Regions from separate parts of the Mus musculus genome. Here regions 2, 3, 4 and 5 are each linked to region 1. Evidence: chromatin contacts called from public HiChIP or PLAC-seq, Micro-C and promoter capture Hi-C data. All regions are on one chromosome and are shown on one strand. The core of a region is the stretch at or near the end of the contact, and the rest is flanking DNA. Distances in the headings are between cores, read along the strand shown. Region 1 holds the start of Optn (optineurin). Region 2 holds the start of Sec61a2 (Sec61, alpha subunit 2 (S. cerevisiae)). Region 3 has its middle 33 kb from the start of Gm29857. Region 4 overlaps Gm29857 (a long non-coding RNA gene). Region 5 overlaps Camk1d (calcium/calmodulin-dependent protein kinase ID).

Evidence for each region. Hi-C and Micro-C count contacts between places; a contact is called where the count stands out from the background. HiChIP or PLAC-seq counts read pairs in DNA pulled down with a chosen protein or histone mark. Capture Hi-C pulls out chosen DNA fragments and counts their contacts.
Region 2: a contact with region 1 is called in a promoter capture Hi-C map of liver, with 5 times the contacts expected there. The contact joins the promoter of Sec61a2 here to the promoter of Optn in region 1. A contact is called at or near these places in 2 of 39 promoter capture datasets (erythroid cells and hippocampal neurons), 4 of 484 Hi-C or Micro-C datasets (embryonic stem cells, liver, nephron progenitors and 1 more), 12 of 115 datasets of contacts at active chromatin or transcription factors (the 230-238 cell line, astrocytes, bone marrow-derived macrophages and 5 more) and 4 of 9 other capture datasets (adipose tissue, embryonic stem cells, liver and 1 more).
Region 3: an H3K4me3 HiChIP or PLAC-seq map of embryonic stem cells shows a contact between it and region 1, with 7 times the contacts expected there. The contact joins the enhancer-like site here to the promoter of Optn in region 1. A contact is called at or near these places in 1 of 39 promoter capture datasets (hippocampal neurons), 6 of 484 Hi-C or Micro-C datasets (3T3-L1-derived adipocytes, Sertoli cells, embryonic fibroblasts and 3 more), 13 of 115 datasets of contacts at active chromatin or transcription factors (bone marrow-derived macrophages, craniofacial prominence, embryonic hindbrain and 4 more) and 4 of 9 other capture datasets (adipose tissue, embryonic stem cells, liver and 1 more).
Region 4: a FOXA1 HiChIP or PLAC-seq map of pancreatic cancer cells shows a contact between it and region 1. The contact joins the enhancer-like site here to the promoter of Optn in region 1. A contact is called at or near these places in 1 of 39 promoter capture datasets (the SN4741 cell line) and 7 of 115 datasets of contacts at active chromatin or transcription factors (the NIH/3T3 cell line, embryonic fibroblasts, embryonic forebrain and 4 more).
Region 5: a contact with region 1 is called in a Micro-C map of the G1E-ER4 cell line. The contact joins the enhancer-like site here to the promoter of Optn in region 1. A contact is called at or near these places in 3 of 484 Hi-C or Micro-C datasets (the G1E-ER4 cell line and embryonic stem cells) and 4 of 115 datasets of contacts at active chromatin or transcription factors (embryonic forebrain, embryonic stem cells, pancreatic cancer cells and 1 more).

Annotation. Positions count from the first base shown.
Region 1 is chr2:5,062,307-5,065,698 of GRCm38.p6, forward strand. It overlaps Optn (optineurin), which reads right to left and starts at 1,811. Exons shown (of 14, transcript NM_001356487.1): 1 at 1,601-1,811.
Region 2 is chr2:5,893,545-5,896,936 of GRCm38.p6, forward strand. It overlaps Sec61a2 (Sec61, alpha subunit 2 (S. cerevisiae)), which reads right to left and starts at 1,888. Exons shown (of 12, transcript NM_021305.4): 1 at 1,713-1,888. The coding sequence starts at 1,719. Gm13267 (predicted gene 13267) reads left to right here and starts at 1,920. Exons shown (of 3, transcript NR_166420.1): 1 at 1,920-2,230. It also overlaps a transcript of Dhtkd1 not described here.
Region 3 is chr2:5,759,090-5,762,481 of GRCm38.p6, forward strand. No RefSeq gene overlaps it. Among named protein-coding and RNA genes, the nearest start is that of Gm29857, 33 kb to the left of the region's middle. Within about 2 kb of position 1,667, at least 8 of the 459 cell types and tissues checked have an H3K27ac peak or open chromatin away from gene starts, as enhancers often do. A contact at or near this core is called in embryonic stem cells, where this site is marked.
Region 4 is chr2:5,732,367-5,735,758 of GRCm38.p6, forward strand. All of the region lies in intron 1 of Gm29857 (a long non-coding RNA gene), which reads left to right. Among named protein-coding and RNA genes, the nearest start is that of Gm29857, 6.1 kb to the left of the region's middle. Within about 2 kb of position 1,550, at least 23 of the 459 cell types and tissues checked have an H3K27ac peak or open chromatin away from gene starts, as enhancers often do. A contact at or near this core is called in the SN4741 cell line, embryonic fibroblasts and pancreatic cancer cells, where this site is marked.
Region 5 is chr2:5,611,909-5,615,300 of GRCm38.p6, forward strand. The region is part of intron 1 of Camk1d (calcium/calmodulin-dependent protein kinase ID); the gene reads right to left. Among named protein-coding and RNA genes, the nearest start is that of Camk1d, 100 kb to the right of the region's middle. Within about 2 kb of position 1,868, at least 188 of the 459 cell types and tissues checked have an H3K27ac peak or open chromatin away from gene starts, as enhancers often do. A contact at or near this core is called in the G1E-ER4 cell line and pancreatic cancer cells, where this site is marked.

The DNA.
Region 1 (3,392 bases), core at 561-3,060:
CTTGGTGGGTAAAGGCTCTTCCTGCCAAACCTGATGTCCATGGATCTCTCAAAGACTGTCCCCTGTGGTCCCCATGAACACCATGACAGGCACGTGCATACAAGCACCAACACCCTCTCACATAAACACACAGAAATAATAAATATAGTAAAATTTAAAGGGCTTAATTTCTTTTCTTTTGGATTTTGATTTTACAGAAAATCCAAAGAATTCATCAACATGCTAAGGCTCTATAACAAAACTACAGGCAAGCAGATTTGGGGATGAGTAAGTACAGTTCATGGCCAGAAAAAGTATGGGCTACTTAAATGCGGGAGCTCGATAATAACCAGGAGGAAAGTCATACCAACTCCTCTCAAGACTGAGGTGAGACTGAGTCTCTCTCTCTCTCTCTCTCTCTCTCTCTCTCTCTCTCTCTCTCTCGCTCGCTCTTTCTCTCCTCCCCCACACAATTTACAGGCCGGTTGTAAAAACTGTAGCTACTTTCATGGTGTTACACACTACATAAAGTACTGCTCAAACCGGCTCACTATAAACAGATCAAATACACACGCGATCCACAGTGGAAACTTCCCTCGTCCAATCAAGTCCAAGGCAGTCTCTGGTAGTGGCCTCTGCTCTGTTCGGATCTACCCCATTATCAGCCTGGGGCGATGGGCGATAGGCTCCTAACTTCGCTCCCTAAGTCAAAAGAGCAAAGTGGCTGCTTTGGGTCAAAGGGCAGCTTTGGATTCAGTTCTGAAAGCGTAAGTGATCCAATACTGCCTGCCTTATGTGATTTTCTTGAGGTTTTCCATAAGATTGGCCGTTTCAACCTTAAATACTTCAGGCATACATTCATTCCTACACAGGAGTCCTGACCCTGCAGGCTAGACCAGGTGCTGGGTTTCATTTCCCTCTGAGGCTTGCTTACTGCCTCCAATTTACACATTGCCCGTGGTAAAAACAACTCCTTCAAATTTCCCAGCTTTTAAAAATTCATTCTTATTATCTCACATTCCCCCCGCCACCCGCCTCCGTCTCTTTCTGTGACCCCCCACTGCCAAGAGTGTATATACATGCATGGATATAGCACTCTCTCCCAGATAGACACAACAGTTAATGTACCCTTCTGTAAGCCTGTTACTTTGGCAAGGGGTCTCTCTATTCTTCACTGTTCCTGGGCGACCTCATTCAAACTACCTTCATTCCTTGCGACAGTACCTTAACCACTTCCTCCTTAAAATGAACTGACTGCTTGCTCAATCACTCTCAACCTGGGACGTCACCTTCAAACCACCTCGATGACTTGAACTGGAAGTCACCTGCGGCCAGCCGAGACTGTTTTACTATCCCGGGGAAAGAGGGGTGTCCTCTGGGGTGGCCGTCACTCCCCACCCCCACCTCCATCCCCGCCGCCCTGTCACACCAGGGCAGGGTCTGCCTGGGCCTCGGAAGCCTTCTCAGGACAGCCGTCCTACAGGAGGGCCGCCCCAGCTTCGTCACCCTTCCCGCGGCAGGCTCCGGAAGACGGCGACAGCGAGAACCGCTGCCAGGATGGAGTCCGCTGGGGAGAGTCGCCGCGCTCAGTCAGCGCCCGCCACCCCCCGGCCCGGCTCACCGGCCACAGGGATCCTCTCCTCTTAGGTCACTGCTTCGTTGGTATTTTGTCCCAAAGCTCTGGATGCCGACGCCCGCCAGGGACCAGCCGGGGGGCGGCGACCGGGCAGCTGGACGGTGACGCGCGGCCTCGCGACCCGCCAGGCGCCGCTCAGCTGACCGCAGCGCCCGCTCCCGCCCTAGCCAAGAAATTTCCCAGACCACGCCCACTCGGTCACGCCCCTGAAAGCCACGCCCAACGCTCCGCCCCTCTGTAGCTCTTCCTGAGCCCCAGGGTCTGTCTCCGCGGTTCGTTAGGGATAGAGCCTCTCTTGGAGGCTTTAATTAAAAACCAAAGAAGAAAAGAAAGACAATGCAAAATGTGTTTGAGCTCTTGTTCTCCCAGATCCATTAACATATAGCTGCATCAGATGGCCCAGGCAGGTGAGATTGATGGATTGATTCGGATTACACTCAGCAGTCTTAACTGTGCCGAGGATGCCTCTACTTAGACTAGAATGCAAAGCTAGAAAATAGTAGAGAAACCTTCTAGTTTGCATTCCCAGCCCCTGGGCATCAGCAAGGTGGCATCACAGGACACAGATGGCATTTGATCGGAAGGGTGAGCTCCAGGCAAAGCGTTACCTTGACAACCAGACCCCAGTGAAAGGTAACTAGGTAGAAACTCTGGCTAGCTCCTGGGTGGCTCAGAAGATAGCATGAGATTAGGTTTTGTGCTCAAGGTCAAAGAGATGTCATAACCAGGGAAGAATTTTGATTACTGATGAAAGGAGAGATAAGGAACACATGGTTGTGACTGCATGTGCACCTGCACACAGGTTGGAAGGAGAGGTCGGGATCCTCACCAACACAGTAAGAGACAGCTCAACTCAGCTCACCTAATTGCATAGACCGGATCACCTGCTGTCCGTTCCAAGACTTGGTCTCAAATGTTAACCCTAAAGCTGGACAGAGAAGGTTTGAAAAGCTGTGTTGGGGAGCGGGGTGGGGGGGATGGGGACTTGTAATTTTTATGATAGTCTCCACAACTAACACAGAAGACTTCTGTGAACCCTTGTCATGCCTCTCGACCACCACCTAGTTGTATTTGCAGGGCATATTGGCCAATGTCCTTTCATTCTACTGAGTTCTGACACCATGTCCCTGAATGTGGTGGCAGGTCCCACAGGTAAGAATGCCACCCTGCAGATCTGTCTGAGCCTTCCAATGCCAACGGGAAGCCCCAGGCTGTTTTTCCCGAGCCTCTGACCCACTAGCCTGCTGTACATTGGGGTTTACAGAATGTCCTTGTTGGGCTTTACTAATTTGCCATGCAGCTCACAGAACTCAAGGAAACAGTTATGTTTAATGGCTTATTATAAAAATGTATTTTTAAAAGATTTATTTATTTATTTATTATATGTAAGTACAATGTAGCATTCTTCAGACACCCCAGAAGAGGGCATCAGATCTCATCACGGATGGTTGTAAACCACCATGTGGTTGCTGGAATTTGAACTCAGGACCTTCGGAAGAGCAGACGGTGCTCTTAACGTCTGAGCCATCTCTCCAGCCCATAAAAATGTATTTTTAACAGGTAGGTATAAACAGCTAGATGGGGAGCTATGTAGGTGTACTGGCTAGTGTTGTGTCAACTTGACACAGCTGGAGTTATCACAGAGAAAGGAGCTTCAGTTGAGGAAATGCCTCCATGAGATGCAATTGTAAGGCATTTTCTCAATTAGTGATCAAGGGGAAAGGCCCCTTGTGGGTGGGACCATCTCAGGGCTGGTAGTCTGGTTCTATAAGAAAGC
Region 2 (3,392 bases), core at 638-3,137, 830 kb after region 1:
ACAACAGCGGAGGGAACTTTCTGCAGGAATAGTATAGTAGGTTATGAGCTTAAACTGGAGTACTGACTCAAACAGCTTAAAGACTGCAACAAAAAAGCCAAAAAACAAAAAAGCTAGGATCACCTCCTACAGACAACCTTTTAACCTCCACATTCCCCGCTCCATTTCAGTTAGCTGCATTTCAAGGTTGTAATTCTCTAAGTAGCCATATCAAGGTACTTGCTTACACACAAGAATTGCTCAGAGAATGTCAACTACATTTCATTAAAAAGTACTCCTTTCCCAGGCTACTTCTGCAGTAAATGAAAGACAAACCAAGGTTTAGGGATAGACACTGCCTCCTACTCCGGCAGGACTCCAAAAAGGTAGAAGTAACTGATTTTGGTGATAATTTATAATTGTCATGTTTGTTATAGAAGTACATTTGGACTATTTAGAAAGTAAATCTAGGGCTGGTGAGATGGCTCAGCGGGTAAGAGCACCCGACTGCTCTTCCGAAGGTCAGGAGTTCAAATCCCAGCAACCACATGGTGGCTCACAACCATCCGTAACGAGATCTGACTCCCTCTTCTGGAGTGTCTGAAGACAGCTACAGTGTACTTACATATAATAAATAAATAAATCTTTAAAAAAAAAAAAAAAAAAAAAAAAGTAAATCTAAATTCTGAAAACATTTACCTGCAATTAAAAAAACAACAACTATGGGTCACAACACTGGGAAACTGTCTAGAATCGCCTCCCTTCCCCATCTCAGCCCAGGCTACTCTCCGAGATTTATTGCTAGTTTATGAATTACTGTACTGGCGTTCAGGATCAAAAAACGCTGTTGCGTGCCGCCATGTACTGCCTCTCCCCGTGTTGCACAATTCCATTTTTATTCACAATTCAAGGCCAAGGGTCTCTTATTTCCTTTCCAATTTTCCCCAAATGTCTACTGTTAGCCAATGGAGTGCATCGCAACGTTATCCCTTTATACACAAACATGTGAACTGCTAGGTAAAGTATCTGTGTGAAAATACATGAGGGTGAGTGATTGGGCAGGGCCCTGGAAGGATCTTATAATGCGAGGCCTCGTCCATACCTTGCGCACCAACTTACAGTTTTCAATGAACACTACAGAATGACTGGGAAGAATTAATCTAGGAAAATGCTGAGCTACTGATCACACGCCTTTCCTCCCCTAAAACGCATGCTACGAATCACATTTTTAAAAAAGGGAGACTTGGTGGGGGAGGTTATGGGGGACTTTTTGGGATAGCATTGGAAATGTAAATGAGGAAAATACCTAATAAAAAATATTTTTTTAAAAAAAGGGAGACTTATTCGTCGCAACACACCAAGGAAGCGTGATTCAAGAATAATAATTTAAAAATTAATGAGTTTCCTGAGATTCAGAAAAAGCCCAAGTGGTCCAAGCCGTGGAGTGTGCTAACTACCCCCCGCCCCCAGCCAATGGCCTCCCCGCGCCATCCTCGCTCCTCGCCTCCTAAGGGGAGCAAACCGGGACTTCTGAGTTCCCGTGACCCGCCGGGCAAGGCCTCGCTGACCCGAGGCGCCTTGGCGGGTCCCCAGCTCGCTCTGCCCGTGGCGACCCCAACGAGGCCTGCGCATCCCCCGCACCCAAGACCACCCCAAGGAGTAAGCGACTCCACTGCCCACAGCCCGAAAGGACCCGCGGCCTTCGAGGTTCGCGCTCCAGCCACCACACTCACTGCCCATGGCGGCGGCTCAGCACACCCGGCGGGCACCCGCGGCCTCGCAGCTGCCTCCGCTCCGTTCCTCACGACTCTGGCCTAGGCGGCGGAGGCTGGGGACACGCTCTGGCCGTCCCCGCACAAGCTCCGCCCACAGAGTCATGTGACATGCGCTCTAGGCTCCTCCCAGACCTAGCCTGGCCGTTGGCGGACGTCCACCGCGTTGCTATGGTCACCGTTGGCGCGGCGGCGGGGGCGGGACTGGATGGCAAGAGGCGGGGCGGCCTGCCGTGGTGGGCGGTTCTTAGTTGCTCTACTCCAGGACAAGGGTTTTCCTTTTCAAAGCTGTTTTCTAGATAAGGTTTCCTGGTCCAGGTACCCCAAGGCCTAGAGCTGAGCTACCTGAGCCAGACTTTTCTTTCCGCCCCATCTTAACTGTAACTTCTTAGACATTTGTGAAAACTGGTAATACACTGCAGACAATAGTACTTTCCAGTACTTCCCCATCTTCAAAATAGACATCAAGGCATCAAGAGGTATAAACTCTTTTATCTGTCTCTCTTTTTCAGAAAGAAACCTTTTTAGGCCGGGCGGTGGTGGCGCACGCCTTTAATCCCAGCACTCGGGAGGCAGAGGCAGGTGGATTTCTGAGTTCGAGGCCAGCCTGGTCTACAGAGTGAGTTCCAGGACAGCCAGGGATACACAGAGAAACCCTGTCTCGAACCCGCCCCCCCAAAAAAAACCCAGTAAAACTTCCAAGGTAATATAGGTAAATTAGAGAAGTTAATTTCAGACTATTTTTCCCAAATAGGAAATATATGGAAAACATAAGAAATTTGAGTAAAATGGTTCTTTCAAGGTGGTAATTTTTATTTTGCTAAGAATAATGTGATATATGGGGGGTGGGTATGGGGGACCTTTGGGATAGCATTGAAAATGTAAACAAGGAAAATACCTAATTAAAAAAAAAGAATAATGTGTCATTTTAAGCAAAATTCATTATTTTTAATATTTCAACTTACTAATTACATAACTGAAGCTCTAGTTCTCACTGAACATTAAACATGCATAATTATGGACAGCAGATAAGAAAAACTAACATTTTTAAGAGGAAAGAAAATACAGTAGTGTTTCATATGAAATAATTCAAATGTCCCTTTCTGCAACACAATTCAGAATGTGGCTGATATAAAGGTAGAAAGGCAGAAGACATTTTCATAGCTCTGTCAGGGAAAACTGTAACAAGAAATAATAAACTTGTGAGAGGCAGCATAGGAAGAAATTTAGAAAGAGCAAGACAAAAACATTTTTAAATATATTAAATTCCATCTTAGAGTTTTAATATCTTTTAATTTAAGAAACCAAAAGATAAGAGAATAAAGGTACATTATGGTTTTTTTAAACTTAAATATACACTATTATTCTTATTAAACTTGCCTTTGAAACTTTACAGATTTATATAAGTAGTAATGAAGTGACAAGATTCATAAGGCTCGGCAAAAGAAAGAAGGACTGAAGGATGCAGAAAGGAAAGGGAGGGAAAGGGTTAAAGAGATGGCACAATGATGGAGCCAGTAAGTACAAAGTACTGCAACTAATACCCAGCTGCAGACAGGAGGGGACATGTCGTAGAAAGAAAGAGGGCAAATACTAGAAAGATGCTAAATAACTGCAGCATTATTCTAAAATGCAAATAAT
Region 3 (3,392 bases), core at 417-2,916, 700 kb after region 1:
CCCTGAGGTGGATTCTCCTGCCCCCATTTTCCCATCACTGGGATTATAGGCATACACTACTCTGCCTGCTTTGTTTGTTTGCTTGCTTGCTTTTGTTTTTTAACTATAGGTGCTTGTGCTTGCCCCTAAGCACTTTGCTCAGTGAAGCACCTCTCCAGCACCTACCTGAGATTTTGAATTGTGATAACGTAAAATTTAATATCTTAACCATTTTAAACACACACAGTTCAATATCATTGTGGTATAGCTAGTCTGCAGAATGTTTCACCTGATAAAACAGACACTCTATACCTGTGAAGCAACTCCTCATTTTTCCCTTCCTTTTTTCCAAAGACTTCAGTTTATGATAGAGTCCCCCTTATGTAGCCCTTGAACTCACTAGTAGCCCAGGCTAAACTCAAACTTCCAATCTTCCTGTCTCTATTTTCCAAGTGCTGGGATGACAGGTATGTACCCCCAAAGCTTGGTTCTTTCTATGGCCATTTAAATCTCTATTGTTCTCTTCCAATTATTTTGTTCTCCAGCTTTGTCTCCACCTCAATCACTGTGGGATATTGTCATTGTCATTATTACATTGTTACATTGTCCCCATCTCAGTCGGTCATTGGGGGAGATCACCATTGCCATTGTTACATTGTCCCCATCTCAGTCGGTCATTGGGGGAGATCACCATTGCCATTGTTACATTGTTCCCATCTCATCAATTTAGGGCGACTCAAACAGGCACTAGTGGGTAAATTTGGAGCCACTTCAGAGAGGAGAGGGCATTTCCTGATGTTCAGTGAGGACCAGCAACTAGACCCGTGCCAGCGTCTTAGCAAATCTAAGAAGGATGGTCACAACCTGCCGACTCTTCGGAACTGACCATTTACAGGGGAAGGTAATCAGTAGCCAAGGCCAGACAGTGTTTATTTATTTGTTTATTCATTCATTTTTGCAGTACTGGGGATTGAACCCAGGGCCTTGGGTATGCTAGGCCAGCCGCAGCCCCCCAGCCAAGCCTATATACTTAGTTAATACACTGACCATAGAGCCTTCATCTGGGGGAGCTAAGGAAAACGAGTCTAGCATGACTTCACATAAAGGGTGGCTCATGAAACATTAGAGGCAGCATGATAAGAAGGTAGTTTAGGTAAGCAGGGTAGCCACAGGGTAGCATGCACTGGGACAGGTGAGGATGTGTTGCGGGAAATATTAAAAACGAACCGGCATGTTCCTGTGCTTGTGCCAGCAACTCTCTGCCCCGGCGGCATGACCAGGCATGCACTGGTGGGCAATGGCTGTCCTTTTTTATCTTGACCTTTTTTTGAAGCACAGGGTCGCTACCATGCCAGCCCTATGCTTCAAAGCCCTCACAGCCTTTGCACATCTGGCAAACCCATGCTTTGCCGCCATACCGTCCTCACTGGAACCCAGTTGAAATGCCATGAGAAGAAAAACACCACACAAACTTAGCTCAGAAACAATGGTAACTCATTCTCTGGGCACAACAACTAAAACCCAATCTTGTAAGCCTTATTAAATTTGATTCCTCCAGTGGCAAATCCTGGCAGATCCACTATGATACCGGGAAACTCTAGCAGTTACATCTTGCCCTTACTCTATTCCCGTTCCAAATGCCCCTACCTCTCTTCTCTTTCTCTTCCGCCATCCAATCCGGAAGTCCCACCTACTCACCCAGTGATTGGCTCCTTTATTCATTAGAGGATTGGTTCACAAGAAGTCACCTGGTATGTGACTCACTCCTTGTCCACAACCCCTCCCAGGAGAATGGAATTAGCATCGAAATACAAATAGCACCAGGCCCATCCACAACAAAGATGGAATGTTCCAGAAGCCAGGCTGTACTGCTCAGAGCTCACTGATGAAGGCTGAGGGATAGATCGGACCAGATGTGGAGAGCTAAGTGAGTGAGGCCCTGGGCTTCATCCCCAGCAACATAAAGAAAAAGAAAAAGAAAAAAAAAATCCAGAGATTAGAAATGTAAGATTATTCCAAGTGAAGGAAGGTCTTTGAAAAGAAAGGCCCTTGAAAACGGAGATCCCCCCCCCCCAAGGGGAAGGAAAAGGAGCTTTCACAGGGCAGGAGTGCAGGCCCGGAGCAGCCACCACGTAATGAAAGCAATGTTCCACCAGGCAACCAAGATCCTCAGCAAGATTCTGAGGGTGGCTAATTGCTATTAAACCAATAAACAGGGAACCATGTTCTTCATCTCCCAGACAAGCCCACGTGGCCTGTTTTACCAATCCTTTGTGGTTTTAAACCATATAAAACAAAGTCTTTCTTTCACCCCAACCATCAACTGGCTTTCCTGCTTCATTTAATCCACAAGTGTTTTCCATTGCTTCACAGAGAAAAACCACCCCACCCTCCCTCCAAAGTAATCTATTTCTAGCTGAAGACCATGGTGTGGCCCCAACATGTCACAGACTGGGTGTTCCAAGACAGCAGCTAAGCTTTCTAGATCATTCTCGAGACTGCTCACCAAGACCTTTCTGAGCTGGGTGAACACTTAGAGGCCACCTTAGGGACCTGGGCAGCGGGCTCCTGAAGTGGTAAACATCCTCATTTATGTCTCTATTTGGAAATATGGACACTTGTACACAGGAGACAGTTGTAGCAATGCACTGAACTTGCAGTGAGTCCCCTGGAGAAAAACTACTGTGGTCCCAAGCCCTGTAGGTCTTGCCTCAATTCTCTTCCACACCAGTCAGCCTCGCAGCTGGGGGTGGAACTCAGTGATTGTACTATTAATGTCAGTTGTCAGCTTGACGCAGCCTAGGGTCACCTGAGATGAAATCCATAGAGGAATTTTCTGGATCCCATTGGCCTGCTGCCATGTGTGTAAGAAAGGTGCAAGAGGCCTGGGAAGACATCTCAATCAGTAAAGAACCTGCTGTGCGAGCTCAAGGACCTGAGTTCAATTCCCAGCACCCCCATAAAGTCAGGTATAGCGGCATGCACTTGTAATTCCAGGACCAGGAGGTGGACAGGGGGATCCTGGGGCTTACCAGTCCAATCTTCAAGCCGCAGATGCCACTGAGAAAGCGTGTCTGTGAGTGAAGAAATGGCTCAGCAGCTAAAACTGCTCCTCTTACAGGAGACACTGGTTCTGATCTCAGCATTCCAATGGTGGCTCACAACCATCTGTAACTCCAGTTCCAGGGCATCTGCCTCTTCTGGCCTCCAAGGGTACTGCATACATATGGTGCATACATAGACAACCAAGCACACACACATATAGATAAAAGCATTTAAGGAAGAAAGAAAGAAAGAAAGAAAGAAAGAAAGAAAGAAAGAAAGAAAGAAAGAAAGAAAGGAAGGGAGAGAGAGAGAGAGAGAGAGAGAGAGAGAGAGAGAGAGAGAGAGAGAAAGAAAGAAAGAAAAAGAAA
Region 4 (3,392 bases), core at 300-2,799, 670 kb after region 1:
TCCATGAGTTTAATTGACCCTCAGAGCACACAGGTGCCGTTTGTTCTGTTGCGAGTAATAGAACAGCAGAAGGTCTCCAGAGAGGAAGGTAGGGAATGGGGAGCCTCTTCCCCAAGGCTCTGTGGCCTTGGACAAGTCAAAGAATTCCCTCCAAGCTGATGTCCTTATCCAGAAAATGAACGTGTTAGCGTTCTCTCCGCAGATGGGGTGTTTTAAGGCCATCAGGCAAGGATCAACTGCCAAGCATCTGACATGGAGAAGCCAATCTGCCGCCTATCATAATTCCATGGCTTTCTCGTCTGAAACACTGAGTCTTTGGGGGCATCGCGACACTATAAAAAAGCATGCTTGGCTTCTTTAAATGTTCTGATTACAACTCCTCTAAAACGCTGCAGAGACACACACCGGAAGCTGGCACCCCAGCTTTGGTGACTGTGGGTAACCCAAGTTTACTAAATCAACCCCTGGTTTAAAACAGACATGCATACACACACACACACATACACACATATACACACACCACTTATGCTTATGTTAATGACAGAACTTTTGCTAAACTACTTCAGATTAGAAGAAATATTTAGTGTAAGGACTCTATTACAAGGCCACATTAAATGAAAAACTAAAGCCAGAACCAGTTTAACACTGATCAACTTTACAAAATAATGCAAGTGAATAGGACCCTCTGCCCATTTTTTTGCAGTATGTTTTTGTTTATAAGCAATATGTATTTTGATTGAGTCCTTGGTTATCTTTACAAAGTAACCATTTCCCTCAGCTCAAGCATACTGTGCAGATTCTCCTTATCAGGCATTTCCTGGGAAAGAGAAAATTGGGGGAGGGACACACACACAAATTTTCCATAATCCTAAACTTACCTTCTAGCTTGGGACACAGTCAATGAACACATCTGTTACTGTACCACTTTACCAGAACAAAAAAACAAAGGCTTTAACTTTCAAATTACACAACCACAAAGATCAGTTGGTAGGGTTTAATGTGTGTGACAAATCAAGAGGAAGACAATTTGGCCAACCCAGGCCAGTTGAAAATAAGAGCTGGGATTTGAACCTAAGTTACATTGTAGGTCTAATTTGGCAACAACAAGATGAGTGATTAAGATCAAAGACAGCCTGCCAAGCTGGATGAAATATTTGTTTAGTTTTCTTAAAAGCATCAAAGCCATAATGAGATAGTGAAGAAACACCAGCCAAAGTCAAGAAGACAAAGCAGAAGCAAGTTATTCCTGCTTGAGGACCTTCCAGCCTAAGGCATCAGTCAAGCCCAAAGAAAAGCAAGTTGGAGACGAGCTCTTCATTTGATAAGGGAATAAAAACTCCAACGCCAGGAACAAAGACCAGGGTCAAACCACTGCAAACTTTAAGTCAGGTCCTCTGAGTTCAGAGACATTTATTTTACATTCATTTTTAAAGACACTCCCCACCCAGACCTGGCAATGAATCAGCTCCTGGACTACCACAGGAATTCAGCTGTTAATTCATGAGTGAATGATTCAGAAGACAAAGAGAGGCAACTCTATGAAGTATCTGTCAGGAACATTGACTACCAGGAAGGTCTCCCAGACAAGGGATCGGCAGTTGAGGAATTACCTCTTGACCTACAAGTACAAAGCAGAGCACAAACTAGAAATAGTCTGTGGTGGTTTGTACATGCTTGGCCCAGGGAGTGGCTCTAGTCTGTGGTGGTTTGTATATGCTTGGCCCAGGGAGTGGCTCTAGTTTGTGGTGGTTTGTACATGCTTGGCTCAGGGAGTGGCTCTAGTTTGTGGTGGTTTGTATATGCTTGGCCCAGGGAGTGGCTCTAGTTTGTGGTGGTTTGTACATGCTTGGCCCAGGGAGTGGCTCTAGTCTGTGGTGGTTTGTATATGCTTGGCCCGGGGAGTGGCTCTAGTCTGTGGTGGTTTGTATATGCTTGGCCCGGGGAGTGGCTCTAGTCTGTGGTGGTTTGTATATGCTTGGCCCAGGGAGTGAGTCTGTTAGGAGGCGTGGCCTTGTTGGAGTAGGTGTAACCTTGTTGGAGGAAGTGTGTCACTGTGGGCATAGGCTTTGAGACCCTCAAATGAAGATGTAGAGCTCTCTGCTCCTCCTGGACCATGCCTGCCTGGATGCTGCTGTGCTCCCACGGTAATAGACTGGCCATGTTTAGTCTACTACTTTCTCTCCCTGCTCTGGATTGTACCCTCCCCAGTATCTACAATAAAAACTTTGTCAACCATACCTCAGAGTGGTCATGTCCTCACTTGATACTTTAGTTCTGAAACCCCCACTTTTATACAGGACTAAGAGTTCAAAAAATGAGTTAGCCAGATATTCTCATTCAAACCAGCACAAGAGGCTGACTCCTAGTAAACAGAAAAACTCATAATTTCTTTAATTCCCCCCCATGATACATTATTTGTGGCAGTATCTAAAACTACAAAAAAAAATATTGTCAAAGGGATCTGGGGCTTAACTCATTGGCAGAATATTTGCTTGGCATATTCAAGGCCATAGGTTCAATCCTTAACACTTCCCCCCAAATTAATTTAGGATGCAAATAGACTTACATGAAACATACGATTTTATACAAAACTAATGTAAGACTCTGATGAGCCTTAACTAGCAGGGACCCCCCCCCCCCCCCAAGTGAACAACAGAGAGCCAGGGATCAATGCAAAGGCAAAAGGAATTTATTGTTCCAGTGCACTGGGGTTGCCCTGTACCTGAAAGAGGCGACCACCCTGGGTGGCCCATTTGGAGAGGGTTTTTATACAGTTTCCAGGGGCGGCAGAGAACATCAGCAACTAGGCACAATATGACTGGCAGAACAGAGCACCCTTTAAACTGATTGGTCTTTAGTAAATGAGGTAATCAGCCTTTCCCTTCCGGCCTACATGCTCTCTGACCTGTCTCTTCCAGGAGGGGAGGGGTGGAATTTTTCAAAGGTCCTGAGCTGACCTCTTCAGTGCTAAGATGTCCCCTTAAGGACAGGCCTAGGTTAAAGTAAGCTTATTGGGGGAAGGGAAGGGGACCTGCAAGGGGGGGCCCAATGGTAGTAGGCATAGTAGGCTTATAAGGTGAATGAATAGATGAACTAGAGAATCCGGTGAGCAAGAGGGAGTTCAGATAGGAGAGAGGTGAGAAGGAATGGGATCCAAGTGGGCTTTGAAATGTATAAAAGTTCTTGTGATACTCTGGGAGCCTGGAGGCCAACCTCTGCTTTGATATGCTGATAGGCACTTCAGGTAGCCATAGGTCCTTTCTGTCAGAAGTAAGGGAAATAACTTCTTTTGGAAAATGAGAACCAGTTTTCACAAGTTCTGCAGGAACTCTGGCTTTTATTGAACTGCCAGAAATCCAGGTTGAGTCCAGGGTGAGTTCATTTCTGGATAT
Region 5 (3,392 bases), core at 618-3,117, 550 kb after region 1:
TCAAAGTGTTTACAGCCTTGACAGCTAGGGTCTGGATGCTCTGGAATATTAGGCCAGGTCTTCCCATGCCTTCAGCTAGGGACAGGTGGAGAGTAGTGCCATGTTTGCTACTAGAAAGACCTTGGCAATGAACTTGATATACACAGGCCTGACCACAACTATGTAACCTGCCTCTACATCCTTCACAACAGGGAAATGAAGGACCCTAAAACTAAGATAGTAGCCCCCATATCCTAGGTACCCCGGGAGCCTAGGGCCAGGTGTCACAGGGCAACTAACCAGAGAGGCAGCTACTTTCCCCAGTCCCCAGAATCCAGCACTGCGCACACACACACCCCTCACCTTCACTCATTGAAATAATCTGCTTCAGCCATATTTGCTAAAAATATCCTCTGCTTCTCTGTTACACTTACTAATACATTCTATTTCAGGCCTGTTTGCATTCTTGCTTAGAAATACCCGAATGAGGAGCAGAGAAAGCATCCAAAAGGGTTCTAACCATACTACCCCCACAGAAAGGCTCCTCTCTGGACCTCTGTGCTCAGCACACAAATCCCCAAAGCAAACCTTCCCACCCTGGGTGGTAACTGGCAACATGAAAAGGGGTTGGGAGTGTTCCCAAGGAGCCAGGAGGAGAAGTGGGGAAAGGCAGAGGCCAATCAGGACAGAGGTTTCGGCCAGGGAGTCCCCCCCCCTTGACCCCTCACCCCAGCTTCCTCCTCTTCCTCACACCTGCCCTGCACAGGCTCAGGCCAAGGCCAGCAGCGAACTGCTACAGCCCTGATGTGTGACAGCTCAAGCTGGAGGCCACTGAGAGAACCAAGCAGCCCTGAAGATGATTTCTACACCAGGAACTGGAAGTGGAGGAAGCGGGCAGAGGGATGGGGGGTGGAGGGGGGGTCTTAGTGCCCTCACTCAAACACTCAAGGGTCTCACAGAACACTCAACCTCCATTAAGCTAATTTCCCTGCCTGGCTTCCAGAAGCCATCTTGGAGGATTGAGTTGGCTCAGCAGCCCTGACTGCTGGATTTTCCAAGAACATTGGCTCTTTCCTATAATTACAGGGAGGATAATGACGGCGCTCTATCTCCGCTCTCTGCTCTCCTGCAAGGAAGGAGGTGGAAGGATTGCTTATTAGGTGCCCACTTTTCAAAGCCCTAATTCACACTTCCTGTTCAGTCCCAGGTTCTCCTATCATTGACTTGACCGTAAGCCACACATGTCCCTTTCTCTGAGGTGAGACACAAAGGGAGCTGGTATCTGGATCGTTAGGGGTGGCTGCAGAGAAGGCACAGAGGAAGGGACCCAAAATGAGGGATCCTGTGCGAGGGCCCAGAACCAGGAAGGCTACCAGAGTGAAGCAAGAATTTGGAGCCCAGCTGCCGCAGCCTTTTTCCTTTCAGCAAAGCTCGGGAGTGATAGATATGCATGAACCAAAGCAAAGCCTTGAGAGTGCCACTTGGCCCTGCCTCCTGAGGGTCTCAGGGCATCAGCTGGAGACCACCCTGTGACCCACACATCACCGACTATGAAAACAGCTCATCAGAGTAATAAAGATCAGGGGTCAGCAAGATGGCTCCCACCCAAGTCTAAAACCCTGGATTCCATCTCGAGGACCCACGCTGCAGGAGAAAACTCCTGTACGTTATCGCTTAACTTAAACACATAGGAAGAACCAGGGTCCACTGTTAGCCTAGGCTGCATAAACTCGGATTTCACAAAGAGAAGAAACAGCAGTAAAAAGACACATGCAACTAACTGGAGACTCCCCAAACTGTTATCTGGGGGACCCCGAGTGTGACTGAGCAGGGAGCTGGGCAGAACAGGAAAAGGAAGTCGCTGCAGCTGAACCCCTTCTTTGGAGCGGAAGCAAGCGAGAGCAAGCAAGCGCCTCTGTGACTGAAGCCTCTCTTGAACCTCTGCTTGCAAGGCAGCCTGGGCAGGGAAATGATTGGTCACCCTGAGGCGGGAGAGCCCAACATCTGTAAGCATCCTGAGCTGCTGCAACCACAGTCCTTACTCATCCTGAAACATAAAGCACCACGTGTACAAACAAGAAACCCAGCAGCGGCAGCAAGGTAGCCCAGCAAAGAGCTCAGCTGGCCAAGAGCAACACCCTTGGCTCTCAGTGCACCCACTGCTGCCCAGTGAGCACGGACTGTGGGCCTAACCACACACAGTGCTGACTGCAGGCTGTGTATCACTCAAAAGCAACGGGCCTCACTGTGAGTGTGTTCGTGGAAAAAGTCCAAGAACAACAGGGAAAGTTCCGCAGCCTGCCCTACCCCCCTTTACATTTTCTCCTGCTATTCCTCAGCACTGGGAGGCTGTTTCAAAAGACAACAAATGCTCTCATTCCAGCATGCTTTCTGGAGTCTCTAAAGGAGCAGAATGGCTGCTGCACTCTCTTGGTGGGAAGGGAGCTCTCTGATCAGCTACTAGGACTCCTAAGACAAGTAGGAATGTAGCAAGCTGCCCTGAGGTCCTCCAAGCACCCCCACACTTCTACCTAGCTCAGAAGTTATTGAAGAAAGTATCTGACTCCCACTCCCCTGAAGTTCCCCCTCCTTTTGTCTGTGCCACAACACATACTGAGAACTGTGGGGGTGGGGCGGGGTGAAAAAAGGACAGGAGCAAAGAGATGGCTCTCTGGGTTCATGGCCCTCTTTTCAAAGCCGCTAAGAGGATTAAAGAAGTAATTGTGCTCTAAGATGCTCTATAAATACAGGGATCCTCCCCTTGAGAAAAGACACATTTCCTTTCAGTGGAGGGAAATACCTGAGAAGGCAAGAGGGACAGGCTGAGTGACAGAGAGATATCCTGCCACCCTAGGTGGACTGGCATTGACAGGTCACCAAATAACATGAGTGACCCACACAGCATCCAACTCCTGGAGCCACTTATATCTACCATGCCCATTTATCACAGTGTGTGCCTCTAATGTGCCCTTATTTAGACCCAACTCTCTCTGACAAGCAGTGGATTGTGAGCATTGGAGTGGGCTACCAGATGGGAATCCTTGCTGTGTCCATTGGCAACTTGTATGACCCTGAGAAGGGGCTGCCAAGAATCCTCCACACACCCCAGTTTTCTCAGATGGTGACAATGGGACCCACCTCATGAGTCACTGTGTTAACTCATCCCCCCAGGGGATTCCCACACATGTTCAAGTTGATGAGTCACAGGCTTCAGAAAAGTTCCTTCAGTTTTGCTGAGTCACAGCTCCTTCCTTCATAAAGGGGAGTTATCATCACTGCCTTCTGAGGCCATTGTATAGATGAAATGAGATAATCTACATCAAACACTTGGCATAGCGCCCGGACCACATCAGGCACTCAGTACACTCTAGCTATTATTATCATCACCAATGTCAGTGCGACAGATTTACAGA